2 separate regions of the Gossypium raimondii genome follow, and region 1 is linked to region 2. Evidence: chromatin contacts called from public Hi-C data. All regions are on one chromosome and are shown on one strand. Each heading gives the region's core, a stretch centred on a gene start, on an enhancer-like site or on the middle of the called end of the contact. The rest is flanking DNA. Distances are from core to core; before and after follow the strand shown.

Region 1 (2,700 bases), core at 107-2,606, 67 kb before region 2:
AAATAGTTTAATAATTTAAATGAAAATTTTTAAATAATTGAATAATATTTTGTAATTTTTTAAAGTAGAGTAATTAAAATATTAGTTTAATCACATTGCATGTAGTAGTAGTTTACGAATTGCCATGCGGGGACTTACGTGCTACCGGGAAAACCTTATTTCTACCTACTTCCATTAACTTTTGGGTTTCAGAAACTTGCTTGGTGGAATTTGCGTTAGAAGTTTTTGATTCCATCTTTGAAGTTTTATATAATAAATTAGTGGGCCTGAAAAATGTCCATTAATAGGTTTTTAAGCTCCCCATCCTAAAGAACATATTGCGGGCCGAATCTGAATTACTACTTTGTCACTTCATCCCAAACTTTCAACAATTAAGGCACTATTGTCTCCGCCTAGGACCCATGAAAATCTTAAGCCCACAAATTAAAATCGGTAGAGAAGTTGAATACGGATTTAACCTACTACTTGATCTATGCAGTTATTTTCTTCCTTGCAAACATTTAGATTTCACTAGAAAAGAAATATAAATACAACCCCCCTCCAATATACTTAAAATGGGCCAAACCCCAGCCTCAACTAAAAACCCTAGCCTCTAAGCACCCCCACTGCTGGAAAAGGAGGGAGGGAGAGCGCTAAGGGGTAGCTGGTCTTGAAAGTGGTTGCACTTGTCGACGGCATGAATATAATTTTTTAAATTTACTTTAAGGATACATGGTAGAATCAATTTTGTATGTATCAATTTATCAAATAATTATCATTTTTGAGTAATATTTTACCATATATAGAAATAATTAAAACGTGAACCGTTGACGTTGACGATTCAACATGTTTATACAATTATCTCTAGAAAATGATATTCAAAAAGTTTGTATATGTGATTCCGTTTTTCATCTTACTTTTTTCTAGATATAATTGATACGATTTATCATGTTATAATATAATTTCTTTTTTGTATAGATAGGGTGAGGGATGAATCCCAAACTCAACAAGAAATGATCCCCAACTGCTATGAGTGATAAAATACAATCATCCCTCGTCAGCCAAATTGCCCCAACTTGGCTTCTCAGAAAACGTTGCCACCACCTCTAATCCATGAACTATGACCACCCTTTTTAATCTATATTCAAATACCCCACATTCCTCAACAACTCACTTTTGTATAGAGAAAAAAAAATACAAAGAAAACGGCTACCCCGTGTTATCTGTTGCAAGAGTTGCAGCCAAGGGTTCACATCCATGGTGTTGATGCATGACGTTACCCACTTTATGAACCCCAACTTGTATCCCATGTGGTGTGGGGATAACCCTCGCATCTCCATACTTTTAACACGAGAAAATAAAAAATAAAATAAAACCCGGCCCAAGCCTTTGAAAAATTTTACTGTGGTCTATTTCTTGGGACCATTGTTTCATGTGGTCTGTTGGTATGACCCTAGACAATTGCACATTGCTACATGACACAACCCGAATCCTTCATTGTCGGTCCTTATTTGATGTTTGCCATTCCTTTTCAAGGCGACCACCGTTCTTTGCAATTGGGTCCTGTTGGAATCATTGCTAGGGTTCCCTACCCATGTTCATTAAAACCCTTGTCATTTTCTTTCAATTTGCCAAAATGACACAAACTCCTACTCTTGGATTTGAACCATTCTATTGGTTGGTCGAGGTCGCAATCTCATCTCAATGTTTTTCTTCTTCTATAAATTTAAATTTAGTATATCCGGTTCAACTTTTAATTTTTTACTTCTTATATGTTTATAATTGATCCAGATTAAAATAAAAATTATATCCATAATCAATCAATACAAATATAAGCCTACCAAGTTGGGTGAATCACCCCAACCTATTCATTCCCAACCATAAATAAAAATCAATAGAAATTAAAAATGTAAGATTAATATGACTTGGTATAATATATTTTGATATATTAAATAAACCAACACTATATATAATGTGACAAAAAAAGCCTGGTTTTAAAGAAGCCGACAGCTAGTAAAAAACAGAACTTTTCATGGGACCAACGTAGCAAAGATTTTTATGACTGTAAACGCGATGTTTGGATGAGTTACGTGCCAAAGACTTCTTACCCATCATGACAGGAGTTATCACGAATGTCAAATACTTGCACATACACTTGGTCGAAATTTTGGATGTGATATCTAAGGATTTCTCATCATTAGAATTCAGGTTAATACCAATCTAACACATCAATAAACCCAACCTTACTTTCTCCATTTTTTTAAATTACTTTTAACTGTTAAAAAAGGGTGATATAGATATAGGGAGGAAGATCATTCAAGTACAACTAATTTAAAAGTAAAATAAAAGGTTTTAAGACCTGTATTTTTTAGGGTGAATTTGGATGGGCGGTGTGTTTATTTGTGATTAGTGTAAAAAGTAAATTAAACACACTGCACCGCAACCCAAAGCCCATCCAAACTCACCATTAATACATAATTACGGAGTTCACTTAATGGTATTGAGAGTCGAGAAAAGCAATTCTAAGGGATAAGAAGGATAGAAGGTTTCTCTAATTAATTTGGGTGAGACACATGTTTATTTGCAGATGGATTACTAATACGAAGTTGCATTTGCCACTTTTGACGTGTTTTTTGCTGATTCGCGAGTGCATATTTGTGCTTTTCCATAGTCTTGTTGAAGACACTTCATTAGGTGTCTACAAATGAAAGCTTGGGCTTT
Region 2 (2,764 bases), core at 211-2,710:
ATTTTATTAAAAAACTAATTTTAATTTTAATTTTAATTAAAAACGGGCCGGGCCGGGCCGGGCTCGGGCCCATATTTTTTTCGGGTTGGGCCTGGGAAAAATCTCAGGCCCATATTTCGGGCCGGGACCGGGCCTAGTAAACAGGCTGAAAATTTTTTGCGGGCCCGGCCCAAACCCGGCCCGGCCCATGGACAGGTCTAGTCCAATCCAATTCGTTTCACTATTTAAAAATGATAAAAAATATAAAAATAATTTTATATTATCAATTATATATTTTTATAATTCAATTTATTCTTATTTTTTTAACCATAAAACGAACCATTTGAGTGTATCGAGCTGAGTGTAAATCTAAATTTTCTTTGAAACAAGACCTAAACCTAACCCATGAATACTTCTAATTTTACTCATTGAATATAATTAATCAATGTTTAATGGTACATTAAGAAATAAAAATAAAAATAAAAAGAATCAAAGTGCACATCAATTTCGTTATTTGCGTATGTGCTTTGCATAGATACACTATTATTGGAAGGGACAACAACACTCTTCTTTTAACTATAAATCGAATATAAAAAATATTAAAAATTGAAAAAAAAAAAAAGAATAGGAAGTCAATAAATCGAATTAAATAAGTGTAGCCAAAGAAAGATTTGGGTATTAAATTCTTCCACCCTAGTTTAAGTCCTATTTAACGGCCGCAGACAGTGGCCAGTGCCATAAAAAAGAAGAAGCTCATTTAATGTTTTTAAGAAAAATAAAACAAAACAATTATTTTTTCTTTTGTCCCTTTTTGAAAATTGATGTTTTACAAATGAACCATGTGCTTTGGGCCAGCTAATAAAAAAACCATTCATACTGTAAAATTAGGGAAAAAAATTTACCCACTGTTGCAAAATGGAAACACAATAAGAAATTAAAGCATTTTAAATAGTAAAAGTAAAAAAAACTATTTTGCTAGTCCTTTCAATAGACAGGGACCTATTCACTATATTTAAGGGCAATTTCCCATTTAGAAAACTACAAAAACCACGCGGTTTCAATTTTCAAGCATAGGAAACACACCCTTTCTAACCTTGCATTGCATGTGCCGTTGCTTTTTTTTTTTTTTTTTGTTGTTCTGCTGAAATTGTACTATTTTTTTCTTGGGTCAATTTAACAAAGTTAAAAAACATGTATTTTTATTATTGAATAAATGACTATAAAATATAATGAACATACTGTATGATTAAGGACATACGTATGTCCGAGATTAAGCAATTGAAAAAACTTGGATGGCGTTTTATTAATTATTTTTCAGTATCATAATATTCTACCTTTTTGGACCCTTTTATTTTCCTTTTCTAAAAAAAGGGTTGGCGTTTTGCATTATTGGTCCCCAATAGCTGAAAAGTGGTAGTTAATTTTAGTTGTAAGTTAACTGTGGCCTTAAATTCTATAAAACCCCCTTCCCCCCTCTCTATTTCCTTCACTCAACTGCCTCACATTTTCTCTCAAAGTTCACTACTTGTGTGCAGACAAAAATGGCTTTTGCTGGGTTTTTCTTGTTGGGTTTACTTTCAATGGTCTCAGCTGTTCATGGATATGGTGGTGGATGGACTAATGCTCATGCTACTTTCTATGGTGGGAGTGATGCTTCAGGCACAATGGGTATGTATGCCTGCCCCTCCCCCCCAAATTGAGCCAACTTTTAGGGTACAATGGTTGGCTTAATGGACTAAACTCTTTAAGTTTTGATTTTGCAGGTGGTGCTTGTGGTTATGGGAACCTGTATAGCCAGGGATATGGGACAAACACTGCAGCTTTGAGCACAGCTCTGTTCAACAATGGGCTTAGCTGTGGGTCTTGCTATGAGATTAAGTGTGTGAATGATGGCAAGTGGTGCCTGCCTGGTTCCATTGTGGTCACTGCTACCAATTTCTGCCCTCCAAACAATGCTCTCCCAAACAATGCTGGTGGGTGGTGCAACCCTCCCCTGCAACACTTTGACCTTTCTCAGCCTGTCTTCCAACACATTGCTCAGTACAAAGCTGGAATTGTGCCTGTTTCTTACAGAAGGTAACTTCATTTGAAGTAATAATAATAATAATAAAGGTCAATAGTGAGCATGTTTTTAACAGGCATTAACTGACTATTTGGTACTGCAGGGTACCATGCAGGAGAAAGGGAGGGATAAGGTTCACAATCAACGGCCACTCCTACTTCAACCTAGTCCTCATCAGCAACGTCGGCGGTGCCGGTGACGTACATGCGGTGGCCATCAAGGGTTCCAGGACTGGTTGGCAACCCATGTCCAGGAACTGGGGCCAGAACTGGCAAAGCAACAACTACCTCAACGGGCAAAGCCTGTCATTTAAGGTCACAACAAGTGATGGCCGTACCGTGGTCTCCAACAATGTTGCCCCATCTGGCTGGTCCTTTGGGCAGACCTTCACTGGCGGCCAATTCCGCTAGAGAAAAGAACGAAGAAAACACCCATCTTTATTATCTTAGCCTTATCAATTAAATACAATATATACCAATTAACTAGCTTGACTTTTTAGTATATCTAGCTAGTAGATTATACTATATTAATGTGAAGGGTTTATTTTGAAAATAGCCCCTTTATCAGTTTTTCAACAAAGTATTTGTAAGGGCAGAGGTGGACTTTTACCACCCGCCACCATTGCATTTTGTTTTGGCTTTGTATTTGCATTTCTTGTAAGCTGCTTTGGCTGAAGAGTGTTATTTGGCTTTCATTTGTATGATGAGAAAATTGTAAATTTGC

Evidence for each region. Hi-C and Micro-C count contacts between places; a contact is called where the count stands out from the background.
Region 1: a Hi-C map of leaf shows a contact between it and region 2, with 2.3 times the contacts expected there. The contact joins the enhancer-like site here to the promoter of LOC105783732 in region 2. A contact is called at or near these places in 2 of 2 Hi-C or Micro-C datasets (both in leaf).

The regions. Positions count from the first base shown.
Region 1 is chr13:13,177,482-13,180,181 of ASM2569854v1, reverse strand. No RefSeq gene overlaps it. Among protein-coding and RNA genes, the nearest start is that of LOC105783298, 5.6 kb to the left of the region's middle. Within about 2 kb of position 1,356, the one cell type or tissue checked has open chromatin away from gene starts, as enhancers often do. A contact at or near this core is called in leaf, where this site is marked.
Region 2 is chr13:13,110,352-13,113,115 of ASM2569854v1, reverse strand. LOC105783732 (expansin-A10) reads left to right here and starts at 1,460. Exons shown (of 3, transcript XM_012609348.2): 1 at 1,460-1,647; 2 at 1,743-2,055; 3 at 2,145-2,764. The coding sequence starts at 1,521. The coding sequence ends at 2,451.